Linked DNA regions of Mus musculus: region 1 is linked to region 2. Evidence: chromatin contacts called from public Hi-C data. All regions are on one chromosome and are shown on one strand. The core of a region is the stretch at or near the end of the contact, and the rest is flanking DNA. Distances in the headings are between cores, read along the strand shown. Region 1 overlaps Hibadh (3-hydroxyisobutyrate dehydrogenase). Region 2 holds the start of Hottip (Hoxa distal transcript antisense RNA).

Region 1 (6,086 bases), core at 852-3,351, 340 kb after region 2:
AACAAACTTATTTCCGAATAAAACATAGCTTTATTTAATGAATGATAATTGATATACCAAAATGCACACTTATTGAACATATAAACTGTGACCAGTGTGGAAATAAGCATACACCCATAAGCCTACCACTGTTATCATGGTAAGGACCCTTATCTCCAAAGCTGCCTCATCTTTGGGCCTTATTGCTGCTGTTTTGCAGTAGCAACACCAAATGAAAGACCTGCCTTTCAATCTTTTTGTTTATTGGGGGTTTTTTGTTGTTGTTGTTGTGTTTTTTTTTTTTTTTTCGAGACTGTGCTTCTCTGTACAGCCCTTACTACCCTGGAACTCACTGTGTAGACCAGGCTAGCCTCTAAATTAGAGATCCACCTTCCTCTACCTCTGCCTCCTGAGTGCTAAGATTAAAGGCGCATACTGCGATCACTACTGGCTTCTTTTGTCTTGTTATGTTTTGTTTGTTTGTTTTTATTTGAGATGGGGTCTCAAATGTAGCTTGGGCTGACCTGGAAGTCACATCCTCCTATCTCTGCCTCCAGAATGTTAGAATTACAGGCCTAAGCCAATAAATCTTGCTCTTTAATATTCCTTTTTCTTTTATTTATTTCTGTATGTACACTCATGTGTGGGGAAAGATACCAAGGCTCAGAGGCCAGGGGAGAGTGTTGGGTGTACTCCTCCATCTCTCCTACCCTGTTTCCTTGAGACAGGGTCTCTTACTGAACCTGGAACTCACATTTTTTTTTCCAGCCAGCAGGCCCCAATGATCATGTCTCCCCCTCAGCCCACAGGTCTGTGCAGGACTATAGCCAGCTTGTATGTCAGCACTAAGATCTGAACTATAGTTGTCATGCTTACATCGCACACTCTCTGGTCCCCACCTTAACAAATAACTACAAGCACTGTAGTGTAACGGCAGATTTCTAGAACTCATTTATCTTGCATAATGAAACTTCTTACTGAGTAGTAGCTCAAGGAGTGAGAGGCCTCAATGGCAAGTCTCACAACCTGAGCTTCATGCCCTGGACCCACAGAGTGGAAGGAGAGAAACAACTCTACCAAGCTGCTCTGGGCTCCCAATACAGGTTGTGGCACTAGGGACATGCCCAAACATGCCTCACACAAAATGAATAAACAGATGTAAAACATTTCTTAAAGAAAATACTACCACCACACACAGCATGCCCTGTAACTAAATCATATGTGAGGGCATCAGGGAAAGAACTGCTACGATCAATCGTCCCTCTCCCTCAGCACAGCAGACACATTCAGGTCTATGAAATTTGATAAAAGAATTTGCTTTGAAACAGAAATAGCACCGTTTCAGCCTAAAGCCAAGAAAGACTGCCAGGTTGTAAACTTTTCTAAGAAAACGCTGTGACCGAAATGCCATCAGACGCTTAACTATAATAGCGCTAGGTGCCAAAACAGAAATGATTTTTGGTTTTGTGGTCCCTTTACTATAAATTAGATACAGATCTAGTGGAAAAACAGTAGTATCCAGTTCAGTAAGAGTAAAGGCCACGACTGCACACTAGGTTTTTAAGTAAGAATGGAGACTACATGAAACTTTCATTGAGATACAGCCTGCAAGTCTGGTACTTTAAGGGCAACTCTTTAATGGGTTTTTGTGCTTACTACTTCACAGTCTAAGAACATCTCAATTACTAAAACAGAACCCAGGCAAGTAGAATATAAAATCAGGTTTCCTGGTAGGGAACTGTTACACAAACACACAAGTGCAGTTATTTAATTTTGACATTAACTCCTAAATGAAACAATAGAGTTAAGTGTGTCATTCAGGCTTGGCAGCACGGGAAGCCTGGAGCGAACTGCAAGTGCCACTTCAAAGCTGCTTCATCTCAAGTTCTCTCTGCAAACCTACAGACACCCATCCCTAGGCAATCACTTAAGCACAGTTAAGTACCATGATGATGCTGCTCTAGCAGCTTGTGAACCTGGTCATTAGACATAAAGAATGACTTTAAATTTGCTTCATATCTGGCATATGAACGCCAAAAATGAGTTCCTGTTAAACAGGAACCAAGACTGTGACCACAAATCCATTCACCCCACACAAAGACACCCGTGAACCCACAGTGGTGTGACGCAGTGACATTGATATCACATGATGACTCCAAGTCTCATAAAGGAAGGCATGATTTGCACAGAATAAAGAGATTACAGTAGCGTGCTTGAGATAGGTAATCACGGTTTAATTAATTAATAGCAGGCCTGGTTAGCTTTACTTTAATAACCACAAAGTGTTAAATAAAGGCCGGTGTAAGAAATGGTAATCAAGTAAGTTACTATTAACCCATCAACCAAGTACCCTAATGCTAGAATGATAAAGGCTCCACAATCATCCCAGCTTGTTCACACATAGGAACCTGTAGAGAGCAGTCCCCTCCCCTCAAACACAATACTCTCCTGGGTCTCTACACTCACTCCTCTGATTAAATGTTACTTCCTGAGAAAGACCATCCTTCACTCTACAGAAAAGGGCCTCCCATTAGTCTCCATCTCCCTAGTTAGTACTTTTATTTAAAGGCACTAATTATTGAGATTCCCTTTATTTGCTTACTCCTATCCCCATAAACATAGGCTCCAAGAAGAAAAGCCGAAGCCCTAGTATCCAAAGCATATTGAAATGTAACAAGAACTTACTAAACAGTTACTGTATGAAAAGGAAAGTGGGTTATGTCCCTTGTGGTCAAAGTATTACCAACATAATACAGAGCAAGAATATGCAAGCATAAAGCAATATACAATCATATAAAATTATATAAACACAGTACTTTGAATTGTAAGCTATTTTGTTGAAGGAAATGTAACCTTTCCTTTTTGTGTGCATGCAGATAAGAAGTGTAAATTTCATGAGTTATTGCGTGTGTGGAGTGGGCCAGAGTTGACATTAGAGGTCTTAGACCTTCACTCACTCTCCACTTTCTTTTCAGTGTGTGTGTGTGTGTGTGTGTGTGTGTGTGTGTCTGTGTGTGTGTCTGTGCGTGTATGAGTGCTTGTATTCAACAGCATGCCTACAAAAGCCAGGAGGACAGCATCACCTTGTCTGAGACAGGGCCCGGGGCTGGCCAGCCCATGAGTTTCCAGGGATTCTCCAGTCTCCACATCCCATCTTGCTTTAGGTGTTCTGGGATTATACACATGTGCTACTGCACCTAAACTCTATGTGGGTTCTGGAAATTCAAATTCTGACCTTTGTGCCTTTGTAGCAAATGTTTTACCTCCTGAGCCGGCTTTCCAGCCCCTGGTACTGAGATTTGTCCTTCCTTAAGACAATTTACTAACAGGGATAACAGTGGTAAGAGAATGGTGTGAACAGACCAACTTTCGTTCTTTGTTTAAAAAATACTTCTTGGGGGCTGAGGCGATGGTTCAATGGTTAAAAGTACTGACTGTTCTTTCAAAGGACCCAGGTTCAAATCAACATGACAGCTCGTAACTGTCTGTAATTCCAGTGCCAGGGGATCTGACACCGTCACACAGACATCCATGGAGGCAGAACACCAAGGTAAATAAAATGTTTTTTAAAAAATCTAAAAATACTTGCTAAAGAACTGTTAAATTTAAACCTAAATTCCAGTATTTCACATGGGATATTACAGAAATCATCTGAGGATTTCAGAACTTATCTTTAACATACATTTTCCATTTCCAAACTCAACACTCTTTCAGGTAACATAGAATCAGCTGTGTAAGTTAAATGCAGTGTTGGTTTCTCTATAAATATGCATACCAGCATATGAAGGAAAAATCAGAACAGGAACAGCCAACAGCTCAGGGAGACGTGCCTCTTCATGGCAACTGGCTAGTGTGGAAAGTGCTGCAGAGGAGATCCTGTTCTGCACAGCTCCTGGGAATGCTGCTACATTAGCGTACACTTTGCAACTATACAAATTATTACATGTTTTCCTACATTCTAAACTTCATGAAAGTATTCCTCTTTACACTATTCTGAATACTACAGTTTAAGAATGAGGAATGACTGCAGGAAAACCCAAAATGTTCAACATTAATCTTTAAATATTTTTATTTTACTTACTTATTGTAATCCCAGGCCTTGTGAACGTTAGGCAAGAGGCCCACCACCATCTTGAAAAGGGATAGGATGTGGGCTCAATGGTAGAGAAAGTCATATGTTTGATTCCCAGCATCATATATATATGAATCAGCAGGTAGCTTGGTAAAGCATGAAGAAAAGAAAGAAAGAACTGATTGATTCTTCATTAAGTTTTTATTAAATGTCCACTAAGAATATATACTGGAAAGCCGGGCGTGATGGTGCACGCCTTTAGTCCCAGCACTCGGGAGGCAGAGGCAGGCAGATTTCTGAGTTCGAGGCCAGTCTGGTCTACTGAGTGTGTTCAAGGACAGCCAGGGGTACACAAAGAAACCCTGTCTCGAAAATAAATAAATAAATAAATAAATAAATAAAAGAATATATACTGGAGATATAAATTTTTTTTATTTTTCTAAATAAGGCCTACACACGTCCAAGTCTAAGAGAAGAAACAAGCACATAAATGTAATACAGTAGTCCTAGTAATGGAATAGATGCTATGCTATGCACAAAAGAAAGAAGTGGACATAGCTCAACTGCTGCAAAATAAACAATCTTTTCTGTCCTTCAGCTTTCAGGCCCAATCCTGTCCAACCCCCAAGGGTTTATGTCTGGGAATGGGTCACGTCCCGGTCATATCAAGCACTTACTTCTTCCTCTGCAGGCTTGAGTAAGCACCAGGAGCTAGCTAGTAATCTCAAACAGGAAAAGCTCCCCAAACCGGTTCCAACCCACTCATTCTGTTGCAACTTTAATTTTTTCAAAACCTATTTTTAATGATGGCTCTTAAACACTTTAAGCTCCCTTCTAGCCCACCACCCAGCAGAGGTAGTGGGAAAGAAAGGATATGTGTTGTCTGGAAAGCAGCAGTTCAGTTCACAGGTTAGCAGAGGCAGCTTGATCCACTCACAAACTCTTCACAGATAGGGTCGAGCTAGCCAACATGAATCAGCAGCAGTGCCACTACCTAGCAGAGACAGCCAAGCCTCAGCCTCAGCTCGGGTGAGCAGGAGGGACCAGGAGGAATGCCAAGAGTTCTCTCAGGGAAGCGAAGACTCAGCAAAGACACCAGACCCACAAGTGTTGCACTGCTAGCTCTATACAAGCCAAACTCAGCCTCCATCAATGACTGTGAAGTCCTACATTTATACCCTTCAAACATCACATGTCTTGCCTCAGTACATGTGTCTGTCTCAACTGACATCCATCTGCCAATCCGCCCAAGTCCACGGAAGTGGCAATGAACTACAGCACACTACCAGAAGTTTTTTGGTGTGTTTCTCTCTATGGAATCTCAACAAATGCTCAACTACACAGTGTAAGGCGGACCAATACATGCGTGTTGTTAGCAAAGGCCCCCTTCATCATGTGTCCTTTCATGTGTTTGCTTTAGCAGCATCTCCTTTTACCTGTGTCTGCTTCAGCGAAATGTTCCTTCACAAGTCTGCCTTAGTCCTCCACCTGTGTCCATTTCAGGAAAATGCTCCTTCACATGTTTGCCCCAGCAAAACACCTTCCAACACAACTGACTTTCCAAAGAACTCTTAAGTTTCCACTTCATGCTCTCTGAGAACACAGGTCACTCTCCAACTAATTAGTAGGATGGGTCAGAACTTTCAGTTCTTCAAATTACACAATAATGTTTTCTCAACCAATTTCTCCTAAGTGACTGCAGAAGAAATGGAAAGCCCGGCTCAGGTTAGAAGCTGGCCTCTAGGGGTTAGAAGACAAGGCAGTTCCCTTTAGGTTCTCAAGATGTGACAGTACCTACCAGAGAGTAAGTAGCAGACAGAACTAGCTGTGGGGAAGACAAATTGTCAGAAAAAAAGCTATCAGAAAGAGACTGCCATGACAAGGACAAGGTTCTGGACAAAGAGAAGACACCCAGATACCACTAAAAGGAAGGAGCTCTGGCAGATAAAAGAAAAGCCAACCTGACCTAGAGACGGGAATCCTGTTCCCAGGTTTGCTAACCACCCAGAAAGCCCCAGGCAAGTCATTTAGTGGT
Region 2 (6,633 bases), core at 1,174-3,673:
CCCGCCGGCCCGGGCCCTCCCGACGACGACGCGGCAGCCGCGGCGGCGGCGGCAGCAGCGGCGGCGGCGGCGGCGGCGGCGGCGGACGGGGGCGCCTCCCCCGGGGCGCTGCTGTACGCGGCCGCGGCGCCGGGCGCCAGGGGTGCGGGATGCGCCATCAGGTTGCGGCACTGGTTGGCCGCGGCGGCGGGCGGCGGCGCCGCTGCGGCCACCGAGAAGTTGCCCCCCGCGGCCGCGGCAGCCGGGTGGGGGAAGCCCCCGCCCCCAGCTCCCGCCGCCGCCGCCGGCCGCCGCCCGTGCCGCCGCCGCCGCCCCTTCCATGTTCTTGTTGAGCTCGTCGGCCACCAGGCCGCCGCCGTTGTCGTAGAGAAACATGACGGTGGGCTCGATCCAGCGGGGGTGGAGGAGCACGGAGGCTGTCATAGCCCGAGCCGCATGGAGAAGACCCCAGTGGCGCTGTTTTAAAAAGCCCCCAAGAAGTGAAGAGCGCGGCGCGCGGGGCCGGGGCCCGAGCGAGGGGGGCGGGTCGCGCCCTGCGGGGTCGCGCCAGGCGGCCGCCCATTGGCCCGCCCCCGGCCCGCCCCCGGCGTATGCAAAGCGGGAGGCTCCGGCTCGGCTCCGCGCTGGGCCCGCCGTCCCCGCCGCCGCCCGCGCGGTCCTCTGCGCCAGCTCTAGCTCCCGCCGCGCGGCCGCGCAGCAGTCACCCACGGAGGAGGCGGGGGTGGGTGGGGGGGAGAAACTAGGGCGGGTGGGGCTGGGAACACAGGGACCCCGATCCCTTCCCGGGTTTCGCGCGGAGGTTGGGAGGGGCAGTGAGCGGCTGCGGTTGGGGTGCGACCTGAGGTCGTGGGGACAAGTCAGGTAAATTCTCCAGTGGCCAGGAATGAGGGTTTGCCTTGGCCTTGGACTGGCCCAGGATGTCCTGGCATGTTTTAGGGACCTCTGGGGCTGTTTTCTTTCCAGGGATGGATACATCTTTCTGCAGCTAGACCCTCCCAAGGATGTGGGAGCTTTCGCCTGGCCGAGATTGCACTCCCCACCCCCCCCTGGGGAACAAGGGCGTTTGTTTCCTGTTGGTTCCAGGAGAAGTCTGGAGCAAGGGTCCCAGGACATTTCTCTGGGAAGTTTGGGCTGCATTTGGGAGCTCCCTTCCCTGTTCTCAGGCTCTAGAGGACAATTTCAATTAGGCCTAAGGACTCAGAAGATCAGAACAACTAATTGTATCTCCTACACTCATCACACACGCGAGCGCAAATATTCGCGCGCGCGCACACACACACACACACACACACACACACACACACACACACACAGAGAGAGAGAGAGAGAGAGAGAGAGAGAGAGAGAGAGAGAGAGAGAGAGAGAGAGAGATGCATACTGCCACATTGTCCAACTTGTATATACAGCTCGCTATTCATTCCGATGCAGCAGCTATTCTCTCTGGTCCGCAGAGGATTTCAGATGAAGAAAGCACCATTCACTCACACTCCTGTCTCAGGAGTCCGGCTGCCTTTTCCTGAAGGGGTTTAAGAGGAACAGGCCCCAGCTGGGCTGCTGGCTGGAACTCCAGCCACGGTTCTGGGACTTCCTACAAGTCACTCCATAGATCCTGAGTTGGACACTTCAGACACCTGGCAATCCACTGTTGCATTCCGTTTTGGGGAAAGAGAAAAAGGCTCTTTGGGATCCTTTCATGGTTTTTCTCCTAATAGGGGCTCAGCCTGTAGTGGGTTCAAGGTGCCGGGGTTCAGCTGATGAGTTCCTCTGTACCTTGAGCTTGGTGGGGTGTTTGTATTGGGAGAGCAACGTTTGGATGCAGTGTTTTGATAAAGGATTCTGGGGACCCTGCCTCCTTAGGACTACATGCATTTCTGGTTGTGCAAGTGTGAACTGGTCAGACATCCAGAGGGGAACAAATGGTCAAAGTGAAAGTGGTGCGTTCTGGAAAATATAGACTGGGAAGAGTTCTGTACTATCTTTGCTCAAATGCTCTGGTAGGCAGCCAGGCTTGGACCTGTTCTCTAGTCCTAGCTTGTAGACTTAGCCCTAAGCTAGAGCATCAGACATACCACCCAATTCATCTGCTGCTCTGTAAGCCCCCTGGGCTTCTGGTAAGATTGGGACCAGTAAGGCGAGGCTCAGGCTTTTATCTGCCCGGATCCTGGGTTTGTTCTGACTAATGTTAAGTGTCGCCCAATAAAACCTTCCCTGATCCCCACACCCAATTCTCCCCCACACCCAGGGAGTCCTTTCTCTCCTGACTTTAGCGGTCCTGGGTAAATATTGATTTGCCCCGAGTTTACCTTCTTACTGCCTGACCATTTGCAGACTAAAGAACCAACCTCTGTGAAGACTTGATTTCTGTGTTACTTTGGAGCCCTTTTCATCCGTCCCCCCACTCCTTCCTCCCTCTAAGTGGCATTGTAAAACTCAACAGTGACAAAGAGACGAAGTACGGTTCCAGGCTCCAATTCTCGGAGACTCTCGGAGACTCGAGGGCAGTTTACATACAGGTCAGACACGCTGGAGGCCAAGGTCAAGTTGAAAGTTGCTGTCTAGTCAGCGTGAGAAACTACAATGAAAGCCCAGAGACAGAGCCGACTGCCCACCTCCCCTCGCTCTCAATTCCCCCATCCTTTGCTATCTGGCTTCTGGCTCTGTTTGGTTTCTCAGCATCTTTTTTTTTTCCCTCTCTCTTTGTAGAGTTTTGGGGGCGGTGTTTACAGGCTGGACTGGTTCTTTTCTGTCGGCCGCCCTGCTCTTAGCTGGGTTTCTGAACCTCCGAAGTTTTCCAGCTAGGTTCGGAAAAAACGAAAACACAGCTCAGGAAGGCTCCACCAGCCGATGCCTATGCCAGTTCACCTCTGGCAGTGGCTGTACTGCTGGTCCACACAGCAGCCAAGACCAGCTCCACGTTCTTTCCTCCCCCTCAGTTCACTGGAGCCGGGAGCCCTGCACTCAGGGGAAGGGCCTCAGCTCTACAGACTGCCAAAGTCGGCTGGGTCCCTCCGGCTCCAAAAATGGTGAGAAAGGAACTCATCTTTTTCCACAGAGGAATCAGAAGCAGGTTTGTCTGGGAAGAACGAAGCAGCGGGGAGGCTTTGGGCTGCATCTTTGAATTCAGTGGGCTTTGCTTCCTACACGTGGTATCCCTGTCGTGGAAGGACTTGGAATGTGAATTACTGAAGTTTATATTTTCTTATCAATTTAAAAGAGAGAGAGAGAAAACCCAAGACAGAATTATTTAGAGAAAGTAGCATCCTTGTTCTCCCCCTGTCTTAAATCTCATACATTGATGTGGATTTTCTACTAGGCTTGTATCAAGGGCATAGGAGCATATCTAGCTCCTTCTCCCTTTCCTGGGTTGCTTCTTCACTGTTTTAAAGTATCTGCATGTCCTGCTAGTAATTGAGCTGTAGGCATCATTGGAAATTGTTTCTCATATTAGAATGAACTCTGGGAATAATTTGGGGTAAGACTTTCTAGAAATTCTACTCACTGTAAAACAGCAATTCCTCAGACTTTCAGAGGGAGAGAAGAGATTCATTAATGGTTTCTTATACAATGCTCCAGACTATACCAGACCAGCTTGGTGTGGGAAAAGAACGGCTGGAGGATGAAGCCTGACTCTTAAAGAGCCAGCAGTCTCATCCAGTGTTCTTCCTCATTTACCAAAGGCACAGGGAAAATTTGTGTGTCTGTCCAGCTGGCAGGGCCTGACTTTCTGAGCTCTTTTTGTCTTCAGGCTTGGGGTTCTTCTTGCAGAAACACCAACAACTTAACATGGTTCTCCATGGCTTAGGGAAGAGAAGTCAGAGCATTCACGGTCACCTTCAGACAATAGTGGCCATAGGAGCTCTGGAGCCAAGAGCCAGGCTGGGGTGGAAGCTAGAGAAGTCTCCACTGATGCCCCAGTTTTGTCTGATGCATGCAGATTTCTCAGCGAAGGCCTTCAAGGGCAGCATGGCTACAGCCCAGCCTTTGTTCAAGGGGTCTCCATAGGTTTTCCTAAGCTCTTGGTTTTACTAGTCAAACCTGGGTCCATTGGCGCTGACAGCCCTCTTGCATCTGGCCTGATTTGGCTGCATTTTTTTTTTTTTTTTTCTTGATAGAGGACTCCTGACCAACCAGGATTACAGGACCCTGGGCTCCTAGACCCTAGGCTCCTAGGGTTGGAGAAGAAAAGGACAAAGGGAACCAAACAGGAGGTCTGATCAGATTTGATTTTCATTTGCAAATTAAATTTACCTGCCCTCACTTTAACTCGGAAGAGGCTGTCAGCACCATTCTCTGGAACTACTTCTTTGCATTGATCTGGTATTAGGATAAACAGTCCATGGCTGGTTTTAAAGACACTTTGTATTTCGGGATATTCATGTGTTTCTAATGTATCCAAGCAGCTTTATGGGCTGGATTTGCAGGACACCTTACCCTCTGATTCCACCCCAGGCAGGCTGGGGGTGGGGGGCAAAGAGATAATGGCAAAGCAAGAAAGATTTAGAAAGGGGAAGGCAATTGAGCAGACGAGGGGAGAGAGAAATTCTCAAAGAAGTTAACTCCTCAGAATCCTTACCAGTAAACCATTTAGGAATGGAATAAGTGTGAAGTTGAGTTTCTGAGGGACCTCAATCCTGTATGCACCAGGGTGAAAGCAGCGCCCCCTTTTTGGTGTGTGTGTGTGTGTGTGTGTGTGTGTGTGTGTGTGTGTGTGTGTGTATGAGGGGGGTATCCGGGATTCTGGGCTGGCCAGAGCACAGGAGAATGTCATATGACCCATTTGAGGTTCTTGTTCTATAGAGAAGCAATAATGAAGTAAAGGAAACATTTCGTGTTGTGGGGATAATTTTGGAACATGAGTAGTCAGTCGCTCTGTACTATGGTGACCCACATTGATGTGGAGTTGGGAGGTCAAGAAAGAAAGTCACAGACCTTGCCTCTAAGATCACCCCAAGACGGACTTTGAGGAGGGCAAATTATTGGATAAGTGACTCATTCACTGCCTGCTGGATTGGACCAGGTACAACGGGACCAGCCTGGAGCCAGCCATCGGGAAGAGATAGTAAAGAGAACTCCAACTGCATCACCCTCTATTTCTTACCGAGTCTCAAAGAAGGGAGAAGGCACCTCCGCCCGCACCCCTCCCCCGTTTTAGAAGCACTAGCAGCAGGTTTCAGGCTCTGGGGAGCAGCACCCCCTACCCCGCTGCCTGAGATCCCTTCAACCGAGTGATTTAGATGGTGCCGAGAGCTCTCTCCGTGTTCTAATGGCGTCATTGCGCTGTCCTTCACCACATCTGGAAACTGAGACTTCACCTAAAGGACCCTAATATGAGTTGGATGCAGAGGGACCGAATTCCTGTAAATAGAGGCTCAACCTGAAGGAATACGCTTCTTTCCACAGTGAGTGGCAGGCATCCCGACCAGGGCACCAGCTTGCCGGACTCTGGGAGTGAGCTCAGAGCCACTGGGATGGATGCTGGAAGAATGGGGTACCTCCTGGCAACCCGGCGCCTGCAGCTGCCATGTGAAAAGGACCCCTTCTCAACCTGGTTGATGCTCACTGCCCGCAACAAAACAGGAAACCAGCGCCGGGCTTTATATCAACAAATACACCGTAGATGGTCGAGAGTTTGAAGGAAGTAGCGGGTTTGCGTCTAAGTCTGGTGCTGTTGGACTCGGTGTTTCTCCCTGAGAAATCAGCGTGGAGCCAGGAGAACTGGGCCCATAGGGGTCTTCCGTAAGGACACTCCCCATCTGGCTGTGAATTCTTAATAGACAAAGCAACAGAGGGAGGGAAACTCACCAGCAAGGAGAAAGGGGGAAACTCAAGACCCCTTCAAGTACACACTGAGGTGTAATCAGATTTTACAGGCACGTTATATACTGTAACCATAGCTATGTGTGTGCCTTCATACGCACACGCACAGATTCACACACCAAATGTATACACAGGCACAAGCGTAGTGAAATACAGTCATTATGCCAAGTCCTAAGGGGGGAAAATCACCTTGTCAAAGCAGCCTGGTGGCCAGTTTCCTGTCCTCTGGTTCAATTCAGCTTTCTCCAACCACTGGTCCTCCCTCCTGGGTCTGTAAATACGGTAAATACACCTGTCTTCAGTGGAAGGTGAGCGGCCCATCAGCATTTGTCTGGTTCAGATGGCCTCCCCTAGAATCTCTGGACCCTCCCGGAGCTGTTCCGAGCTTGTGAGGGAGCCTCCAGCTGCAGTCCTTTGTCTGTGGGACTAGATCCCTTCATGGCCCAATGCTCTGGGAAACGAAGCAGCTCAATACAAACTTTTGATATTAGTTTTTTAAAGGTATTTACACTTTGGTGAGAGTAGCTGGGTACGGAAGCTGCTTCGTTAATCAGCCCCCGACCCCGACCTTAGGTTCGGCTGGGACTAGGAGCTGGCCGGAAAAGAAAAAAAGCTTCGGGAAGTCGGAGAGAATGAAAAACAAAACAAAACTGCACAAGGTCATTTTCTGTTCCTGGAAACTGAGTAAGTGGGCCATTCCAGGGACTCCCCAGTTGGCCACTCCCTCCCGCTTTGTACAGGGAACATGTTTTCTGCCTTTGCCTAATACAACAACTACACTTTAAAATATATTTCCCCCCTCCCAATACATATAAA

The links. Hi-C and Micro-C count contacts between places; a contact is called where the count stands out from the background.
Region 1: a Hi-C map of bone marrow-derived macrophages shows a contact between it and region 2, with 17 read pairs. The contact joins the enhancer-like site here to the promoter of Hottip in region 2. A contact is called at or near these places in 9 of 39 promoter capture datasets (the 3T3-L1 cell line, 3T3-L1-derived adipocytes, the C10 cell line and 6 more), 3 of 15 datasets of contacts at CTCF or cohesin (the NIH/3T3 cell line, large pre-B cells and pro-B cells), 61 of 484 Hi-C or Micro-C datasets (the 3T3-L1 cell line, the 63-12 cell line, the AML12 cell line and 41 more), 22 of 115 datasets of contacts at active chromatin or transcription factors (Th17 cells, acute myeloid leukemia, bone marrow-derived macrophages and 18 more) and 2 of 9 other capture datasets (adipose tissue and liver).

Annotation. Positions count from the first base shown.
Region 1 is chr6:52,605,085-52,611,170 of GRCm38.p6, forward strand. All of the region lies in intron 4 of Hibadh (3-hydroxyisobutyrate dehydrogenase), which reads right to left. Among named protein-coding and RNA genes, the nearest start is that of Gm33047, 28 kb to the left of the region's middle. Within about 2 kb of position 2,102, at least 13 of the 459 cell types and tissues checked have an H3K27ac peak or open chromatin away from gene starts, as enhancers often do. A contact at or near this core is called in the 63-12 cell line, Th2 cells, bone marrow-derived macrophages and 1 more, where this site is marked.
Region 2 is chr6:52,260,352-52,266,984 of GRCm38.p6, forward strand. Hottip (Hoxa distal transcript antisense RNA) reads left to right here and starts at 2,424. Exons shown (of 2, transcript NR_110442.1): 1 at 2,424-2,513; 2 at 5,018-6,633. It overlaps Hoxa13 (homeobox A13), which reads right to left and starts at 529. Exons shown (of 5, transcript NM_008264.1): 1 at 286-529; 2 at 201-284; 3 at 191-198; 4 at 1-189. The coding sequence starts at 423.